2 separate regions of the Gossypium raimondii genome follow, and region 1 is linked to region 2. The links are chromatin contacts, called in public Hi-C maps. All regions are on one chromosome and are shown on one strand. The core of a region is the stretch at or near the end of the contact, and the rest is flanking DNA. Distances in the headings are between cores, read along the strand shown.

Evidence for each region. Hi-C and Micro-C count contacts between places; a contact is called where the count stands out from the background.
Region 1: a Hi-C map of leaf shows a contact between it and region 2, with 4 times the contacts expected there. The contact joins the promoter of LOC105791540 here to the promoter of LOC105791539 in region 2. A contact is called at or near these places in 2 of 2 Hi-C or Micro-C datasets (both in leaf).

What each region holds. Positions count from the first base shown.
Region 1 is chr8:43,536,530-43,541,494 of ASM2569854v1, forward strand. LOC105791540 (abscisic acid receptor PYL9) reads left to right here and starts at 3,239. Exons shown (of 4, transcript XM_052620316.1): 1 at 3,239-3,377; 2 at 3,480-3,664; 3 at 4,070-4,285; 4 at 4,360-4,965. The coding sequence starts at 3,539. The coding sequence ends at 4,578.
Region 2 is chr8:43,384,956-43,390,296 of ASM2569854v1, forward strand. It overlaps LOC105791539, which reads right to left and starts at 2,113. Exons shown (of 9, transcript XM_052634538.1): 1 at 1,873-2,113; 2 at 1,599-1,730; 3 at 1,407-1,512; 4 at 1,136-1,318; 5 at 687-846; 6 at 148-473; 7 at 1-24. The coding sequence starts at 1,887.

The DNA.
Region 1 (4,965 bases), core at 1,989-4,488, 150 kb after region 2:
AAATTTTATAATAGTAATTATTCTTTTCTTAATGTAATAATAATTCTTTAATGATTATTAAAACATTAGTAGAATATTTAGAATATGATATATTATAAATTAAAATTTTCTTTTCTTAATAATTAAATTGACTATAATAATTAATTTGAACGTGCTGACTTTATTTTTCATTCTCTTATGTTTCTCCTTTTATTTTCTTATCTTCTCAATTTCTTTTAACATATCAAGAAGAAAAATTGTCAGTACAAAAAGAAGTAGGAAGTCGAAATCCATCATTGGCTATAATCATAACCCATAAGCCCATACCATGGTTCTTTTTTCATTGCCAATGATATGTTAAAAAAAAATGAAGAATGTAGGAAAATAGAGGGGGAAACAGAAGAGAATGAAAAAAAAAAAAAAAGTTAAAAGAACATAAAAGAAAAAAATTTTACTCAAAACGAAAAATATAATTTAACCTAAATTTTTTGTTTGAAATGATAATTTAACATACCATGTCAGGTTATTGTTAATTGTTAATAGCAATTAATGACTCAGTGACTAAAATGTTACAACATGATAACGTAAGTGACTAAAACGTAACATTTCAACCTAAATGACTAAAATGTAACTTGAGGTAAACAAAAGTGACCATAGATATAATTTACCCTACAACGAACAACAAAAGATATATTAGTAAGTTCAAAACTTAATAAAATTTTGATTAATTTTTATAAGGTGTAATAAATGAATAATTATTTTTTATTTATTTTGCTTTCATTGTCTATAATAATAATAATAATAATAATATGTATTCATCTGATATTCTAATAAATGATTTTATGCACTAATTTTTAGGGTCGATTTTATACCGAGTACACTTCGTTAAAACATAAGTTACATAAATTTATTTTAAAAGCTTTGCTATATTCAACACTTTTATAACAAGAAAATTGTTTGTCAAAATTTTAAATTTTATAGAGAAATACTTATTATGTAATTATAACAATATTTGAAATTTACATCTTATTAAATTTTTTAAAATTTTAAATTATAATATATTAATAATATCAATTAGGAGATCCAAATTATATCTTAATTAAGATTTATTTTTTATTTCACTTAAAAATATAAACAATTTCACTAAAATTGAGATAAAAGGTTGTTATAGAAAACTAAATTAGTATATGAAGTGTACATACTTTTTAGTTGTTTATTGTTATAAATGAAAAGTTGTTATAAAGGGTAAAAATAAAATACAAAAATCATATCTATAACAAACTTGACTATGATAATGAAATATTATTATAAAGTGTGGCTGTTATAGAGAAGGCTCACTGTAAATCATTAATTGATTCATTGATAATATATAAAAGGGTAAATTATATTGACAGTTACTCAACTTTGGACTCAATGACAAAACAGTCACTCAACTTTCAAAAAATAACAAATAAGTGATACTAACCATTTTTCGTTACAGACGTAACGGAAAGTTGACTTGTCACCCCAATGTGTAAATGACCTAAATTTAAAACCCTAGCTAGGCTAGGCAGTAAAAGAAAAAGAAGAAGAAGAGAAAAATTTTAGAGTGGTTCAACAACAGCATGAGGCTGTGGATTTCAATGACGGCGGTAGGTCAAGCTTCACAAAGAACAATTCTGGTGACTAGAATGATCAAGAGTTTTTCTTCTCCGTATCTGGCTAAATGCACCTATAATCTCTGTTTGAAAACTCGTATAACATTGCCTTATTCTGTGTTGGGGAAATGAGAAGAATTGCAAGAAAATGAGGAAGAAGAATAAGAGAAAACAAAGGTGACACGCAGAATAGAGGCAATAGTAACAACAATGTTTATGGTAGTGGCAACGATTAGCGACCTTAAAAATGCCATAGTTTTTTTTTTTTTTGGCATCTCCATTTCTTCTCTTCTTCTTCTTCTTCTTCTTCTTATTGTTAACTAGCCACGGTCAATGGCTCAGATCATAGAGGATTCATACCAGATGCTTTGGACATAGAATCTACCATGGTTTAAGGATAAAATGATGTGATTGTTGCTGTTGCAATCGAGTTCGAACTGATGGTCGTCGCAGTTGGGAGGTTGGGTTGGTAATCATAAAGGGCAACTCATTGTAACATTTCCACAAATAGTTGGGTTGCAATATTTGTTTCTGGTTTTGGCGACACAAGATTGCAGTTGTGGTTTGGTAACACAACAATGGCTAGTCAAATCTTGCCATGCCAAAACCCAAACTAGATTCTAGTAATTCAAAACCCTAACCAGATTTTGGTAATTTGAAATCCAAACCACGAGGGCATAGATTGGGAATTGTGGTTTGAAAAAGTCTAGTTTCAGAATGGCAGAATTTGGAGACAAAATGTTAGTGGCCACGTCAGCTAATTGGGTTAATTAGGTTTCCATCGTGGCTAGTTAACTGGCCACATCAACTAGTTAACGAGCCACATCACCTATCCCGTTTGGTCTGTAATGAAAAATGTCAATGGGTGATTGATTTTTAACTTTACAATAACGTTAGTGGTTGATTTGTTATTTTTTAAAAGTTGAGTGACTGTTTTGTCATTGAGATCAAAGTTGAGTAATTGTTGGTATAACTTACCCTATATAAAATTATACATAATCAATACATCACATATATATACTAGTTTCTTTAACAAGTGATGCACGAATTAATTATATTTATTAATTAAAATATATTAAATTATTTTATAATTTTTGCATAAATTTTCTATAAAATATAGTAAAGAAATTTCTATATAATATCTCACAGATAAAATATTTTAAAATTAATTGAAATATTTTAAAGTAAAGTTATTTTATTGATATTATATATTTAAAGTGAATTAATATTATAATAGTAAAATAGTAAAATATTTAAAGTTTAATTAATTACTTTAAATTTTTTTATGGTTGTGAAATATTTTTTATAATACGAATTATATTTCTCAAAATGGATTTCACGTTAATTTAATTTAAAAGATTTTGATATGTCAATCGATGAAACTATCCAAGTACAAAAATAGAAAATAGCTGTCACGTTAAAAGATCTTAAATGTTGTGTATGATGCTAGATTAAGGAACATTCACGTGAATTAATTATATAATAAATTTACTAAAATTGATATAAAATTTTTTATGTTATTTATTTCCATTTTACTGTTTACATTTGAGTTCATTTGAATTTTATGATTTTAAAAATTTATTTAAATATAAATAAGAAAAGTATCTCAAAATATTTGCTATTTTACAAAAATGGAGAGGTAACAGGGTATAGACAAGTGAAAGAACAGAGAAAAACCTTGATTTAATTACGGAAAGTAAGAGGCTGAGCCTGGTCCCAACCAAACGCCTGAAACCTAAACCAAAAGCAAAAGGCTAAAGAGTAAGGCCCCCTTCCCTTTGTTGACATCCTCACCAAATCTCTTGCTTTTCTTCTCTCTTGCTACTCTCCTCTAATTTTTCACCTTCTGATTTGTTTACAAAGGCAAACAACACAACTCGTTTTTATCCTTATATATCAGTTTGGGAAAAAAGGTAGAAGAAATGAACGGTGATGATGCTCAGAGTATGATGGAATCCCAGTACATACAGAGACATCACAGGCACAACATCAGAGACGACCAGTGCACCTCTGCTCTTGTTAAACACATCAAAGCTCCTGTTCATCTCGTAAGTTCCTCAGTTTGAGACTCCTCTATAATTTCCCCCTTTTCCCCCATTTGTTCGTTTTTCTCGCCGCCGTTTAGGCCGTTGACACGTTTTTCTTTCTACTCTCCTATGGATCTGCTGAAACCCAAATCTATTCTCTTTGTTTTGTTACCCAAAAGTCAAATAAAAAATCTGTGTTCTTGGTCGAAAATTAACCGCCCCCCCCCCCAAAAAAGAAAAGTAAACCTACGAGTATGTATTGTCTCTGCTTTTTTCTATTTTTTCACTGACAAAAAAAGAAAAAAAAAAAAGAACCCAGACTATTTTAGCCAAGATTATGAATTTCTGTTAACTCGATGGTTCGTAAATGTCTGATTTTAACGATGGGTTTGTTGTTCTGTTTCTGTTTTCTTTAACTATGGATAGGTATGGTCATTGGTAAGGAGATTTGACCAGCCGCAAAAGTACAAGCCCTTCGTCAGCAGGTGTATAATGAAAGGGGACCTCGGGATCGGCAGTGTTAGAGAGGTCAACGTCAAGTCCGGACTTCCGGCAACCACCAGCACCGAACGGTTGGAACTTCTCGATGACGAAGAACACATTTTAGGCATCAAAATCGTCGGCGGCGACCACCGTCTCAGGGTACAAAATACTAACGTTTCTTTCTCCCTTAACACTTGTTTTCTGTGTCACGGTACTCATTTTGTTGACTGCAGAATTATTCTTCGATCATGACGGTGCATCCCGAGGTTATTGAAGGAAGGCCAGGTACAATGGTGATCGAATCGTTCGTCGTGGATGTGCCGGAAGGGAACACCACGGACGAAACTTGTTACTTCGTGGAAGCTTTGATCCGATGTAACCTGAAATCGTTAGCCGATGTTTCAGAGAGGATGGCTGTGATGGACCAGACAGAGCCTATCAACCGATACTAACTGAAAAAGGTGGAATTGTGATGACCAAAAAGAAAAAGACTAATCTTTAGGAGTTTGTGATATATGATCATCTTTCACTTTGTTATGGAACACTCTTTTAACACCCTTTTGGTTCTTAGTTTAAATGCTTGAGTAAGTAGTTTATCTATGAGATATCCGAATTCATTACAAGCCTCCAAAACTACGGTCTTATTTGTAAATATTTAAGATTAAGAAGAGATGGGAGAATTTTAATTCCATTTCCCATATTTGTAGCAGCAGCCAGGCCCAGCAGGATGAATTTGGAGAAACCATTTGAAGTACAGATATGTTTTATGATGGTGTCTATTTTTAGTAGTCTCTTGTTGGGATCATTTTTGGTATTGCTGCTAGTTTTCATTTTTGGAA
Region 2 (5,341 bases), core at 863-3,362:
GGTGGTTCCCAAGTGCTCCTAAATCTGTAACAATTCAGAGGGACATAATTTATGAGAATGAGCTCCATAAGGAAAGCAACAAAGAAAAGGAGGATAAAACAACAAGCATGCTATGCTCCTGCTATGGGTCTCATTACCAAAACTTACCTCCCAAGTTTGAGAAATCGGCTGTAAGATCAGAGAGACTGAAATTCCACTGAATCTGATCAAGTGGTCTAAGGGAATCTCTAGAATCGTCGGCTCCATTACCAGGTCCCAGTTGCAATCCTATTGAACTTGCCACATCTGCTGTGAAGGCCGAATCAAGTGTTGCTGTGTCTACTCCCATTTCCGACATGTCTGTTGCAGTGAAAGGGAAATTCCCACTGGACGCCACCGATGTAGGGCTCACTGGCATCTCCGACATAGATGACATCATGGCAGTGGTTGGAGGAACTGCAGGTGTCGCATCAGTAGCGTTGTTGTCCATCATGCTAGCATAATTAGGCAATAATTACATTGCAAGTAAAAAAAAGGACAAAGAAAGCAGCAATAATAACATTGCTAGTAAAAAAAAGGTTGTCAATTAGGCAAGCCATGTTGAAAGAAATAGCATATGAAACTAAGGAAGAAACAGGCTAAACAAATATTTGTAAGTTAAAAAGGCAATTAATGATAGATTGAAGTGAAGATGGTTAAATTCTCACTCATTCCCAGAATTCATCTGCATTGGTTGAAAATGACTGGGTGCTGGGACTCCATTGACCACATGACAGCTTGATATCCCCATCGAGTCTAGATGAGGTTGCCCTGCAGCTGGAATCGGAGGTTGTTGCAGCACAGGATATCCCATTGGTAAGTTGTTAACTGCGCTATAACAAGTGGCTTTGAATAACCATGATAGTGACCATAAACATTCCATTATGTTGTAAATTTACAAAGAGCAATGAGATCAACCAATTTTGTAATAATTAGTATTAAGCAACAAAAACAGAACAATCCCAGATATTTATCATGCTCAAGAAACAATTCAATGGAAAAGTTTAAGTCCTAAATTTTCTTAACAAGTTGAGGCCATGCATCCCATTTTGGTACACTTCACAATGTAAGGAGATAATAGGGACTTGCTTCCATTATTGATTTAGTTAGAACTTACCAGGCATGGGATGAATCCCATTTTGGATTGGGACCAGAGGAACCTTTGGAGGCATAGGATATTTCATTAGATAATACTGACGCTCAAGCAAATGGTTAAACAAAAGGATTTGCTTCTTCAATTTCAGCCTTATATAATAAGCCCTGAAAAAATCAGCATTTTCCTCCTCCAGCTTTTGCCATACTGAAATAACCAAGAACAGTAAAGAAAACAACAGAGTAAGTTCAAAATATACATACATGTACAACATATATATATATTCAATGGATACCTAATGTTGTGAATCCAGGGTCTATCCTCGCTCGATTCAAGAGGGTTTTGACGACCTCGTCCTTGTTCATGTATAGTTGTAAACATCGTTCAATTAAATTCTGGACCTGCAACCACCAGTTTACATAAATTGTGTATCGTTTAACAAAAACCAGCATAAAAAAAATCATGATGAAAAAATGGGATTTCTTACAAGTTCGATATCCTGTCGTGAAACTTTTTGGCCATCATTGCTTGAAGCAGAATCAGCCGATGTTTGATTATTCTGCTGTTCTGTTTTGGATTCATTTGAAGCTTGAATCGAAGGTTTTATATCTTGTGTGTTCTGTAAATGGCATATAATTCCATCTTCAAGTTAGTTTCAAGGAACATGCTATAAGCAGACAGTTTTGATTTATGTTAAAACCTAGATTTAGTGACAGACACTGATCAATTATTTATAATTAAATTACTTACTAAAAAAATACCTGTAAGTTCTTCATTCCAACTGAAACCGAACTACATCCATCTCTGTGTTCAACAAAAAAAAGATGTTGCTTTAACTGAAAATTAAAGGATTATTGATGGAAATTCTCAATTGAAGCTGAAATGCAAGTACTTGGCAGCTAAGAGATGCTTTGAGGGACAAAAAAGAAAAAAGGTTTTGAAAGATTTTTTTTTTCTACAGCGAAATAAAGATGGAAGGGGGAAGAAAACAAGACAAAATGTGACAGCTTTTGTTTCATTACATACACACCAACCAATGAGAGTGCTTTTTACACATATGGGTGTTGAGGACGACAGGTCATATTCGGTTAACGGAAAACAAGAATTAGACGTATAAAGAAGTTAGAGGCCGAGAGCGGGCAGCGCCTCCGCTTATTTCCTCGGGATGGAGAAAAAGGTACGACTTTCAAAGTTGCTGCTAAGGATGTGGTATTGACAATTGGCGGGTCGTGCTGTGGTTTCGCTATCAAGTGGGTTTGGTCCTATTTGCAACTCCAGCCTCTTGGGTCCTCCCCCATAGCAATCAATGGCAGAACATTATTAAATTTTCCAACTGCAAAAATGATTCTTATGTATGATATGAACAAAAAAGAAAAAAAAATAGCGATGGTATGAAATGCAAATACAGAGGAGTCATGACGCGTTTACATCAAGAATTGGATAATTATGTGTTGGAAAAGTGAACCTTATCTTGAAGATTACATTAGAGAATGGGTTAATTCCAGGGTCTTCTTATGCACGACGCTGAGAAATTTCCAGCATCAAATGTCTGGTCACTATTTAAGCCGGGTGTTGATAGCTTATAATTTGGTGCTACCAAGAAATTTACACTCTTGTTAATTATCGAATTAGTACCTTTTTTAACCCAAGAGAAATAGGTACTAATTAACATCAAATTTAAAATTTCAAAAAAAAAAAAAAACCCAACCTTATCCTTACCTAATAATATTAGGTCAAAATAAGAGCAACAGATGGATTTGCAGCAAAATGATAGGGTGATAGTAAATACAAAAATCAAGGGGTGTGGTGCTCAAAGTATAGTGTTGGGTGTTTAGTAATGGAGCGAGGTAAGGCGATTGTCTCATCCACTTTTGAATTAATGTTGATAATATTTACACCCTTTCCTTAATGTTTATAAAATATTCCAAAACAAAATACATTAAGATAATATATTTTTATTGTATTATTTGGTTCTGGAATCAATTATTTTGTTTAACATATTATTTAAGAATAATTATAATTTGTCATTTAATATAAGTATAGATAATAATTGTTTTATACTAAATTAGTTGTACTTTTATAAAATTATATAATATTACCATATTACAAAAATAAATGTTTTTTATAGGAAAAGTATAACACACTGTCATTAACGAGTCTCAATTGTTAATTTAATATTATATTCAACCAAAACTATTGTTGGCAAAGTTGATAAAAAAAGTATCATCTACAACAATAGGAGAGAAATATAAAATATCTATTTAACAATCATAATGGAAACTTTGATTTATATCTTATGAGAAAAACTCTTGAAATAAAATCCCACATTCTTTCTTATAGTGAAAAAAAAGGTTTTAATCAAACAAATCAATAATAGAGTGAAGGGGATGAGCTCCAACTTCAAGTCTTCCAATAAACTAAATTTAAGTTTAGCAAAATCACGGTTGATTAAAAACCCTTTGACTGAAGTTACGCATAGGTCGCAACTTTCAGGTCTGAGACATTGAAAAAAACTTCCAAGCCATCAGGATTTCTAAACCTACCATGCCAATGATCCTGGTTTTGATAGAGAGAATCACCAATATATTTCATGAAAACATTGTAAAAACAGTGCATGTATGAGATGGAAATACAAATGATTGAATAAATAAATAAAATTATTTAACAGATGTAGATGTTAAAAACAAATCATCCGCAAGTTTAATAAATTTAATCATAAGAGAATTTTAAAATGAAATACTTTTACAAATTTTAATCCGTTACATCTCATATAATCAACTCCAGATTGATTGAAATGTTTGATAACATGGAAAATAATGGGATGCTTAGAAGGACAGGTTGGCAAGGATGGCACTTCACAAAAACGATGGTGGTGGATCAAGTGAGCCTTTTTTTTTTTTAAATGGAGATCAAGGTGAAGTTGATGAGAAAAATTCTTTACACCACAAACACATTTAAATAGAGAACACAATATCCCATGAATTTACTATAATTTCTATTTTTACAAAAAAAAAAAAAAAATCAAAACGCATGATTCTTACAAGTATTGATTTTCTTGCAATCTCAAAAATCAAATAAATTGGTATTACTCTTATGTAGCATGGAAATGATTTCAATACATTAAATTTTAGGAAACGAAATATATTTTTATATTGTAATAAAAATACTTTCATATATATTACCCCTGATTTACTAATATAATCTTATAAACATAATATGTGGTTTTCTTTTAAATATTTGTAATTTTTATTTTTGGATTGTTGGTAACCGTGAATAATTTATGAAAGCAATCTTATAATCCGTAATTTTAACAATCCTATTGTTAATAAAAATAATACATTTTCTATAATGAATACTTAGTATTTTAAGTAACAAAAAATCAATCACTGCTTTACTTATTTATGCATAATTCAAACATCCTTTCAAAAATGAATAATTCAAATCAATTAAATAGGGTTATGATGCTTTAAAATGTAAATAAATCATCTGTATAAATACAGATTAACTTAAAGTTGAAACAAATATATACTATAAGCTTAAATTGTTAAAAAGTATGTGATTTTTCTTTTAAATTATTTATAATAATAAAAAAATTATAGATTATTTTTAGTTGTTAATTATAACAATTGAAATTATATTACTTTTAATATTGTTGAGTAATTTTGAGTAATTTTATATTTGGGTATTTAAACATATTATCACTCTTCATAATTTAACTCCATTGTCTATGGACTTGACCCCACTATTCATAGGACTGATATTCTGAGCAGGCCTCGGGCATGCTGGACACGTGTATCGTTTTGGGTCGCCTGATGAACCTATGAGCCCACTACATGCGAACTCCTTGGGTATGTACGAACTGAGACTGCAAACTCCCCTCCACTCGTGCAAGCAGATATTGCAAGCTCCCCTGGATGTCCTCTTGTTGTACATCTCGCACACACCCATCTAACGGGGCCGATTCGGATCGCAGGTAAGCGACTCAGATCTTATCTAGACTTCGAGTTGGTAGTCATTGGTGTATAAAAAATATCAAATTAATTTGTAAGTATTTATAATAAAAAATAAAAAATAAAAATAATCAATTTAATTTGTTAGAATTATTTTTAAAATAAAATATATTTATTAAAGGACCCTTTTCAAATTTTGACTTTATATATTTACATGATATGCAAGATTTGGAAAAGGAATAAAATATACTTTCCTTAAAAAAAGAAAAGGAAGAAAATA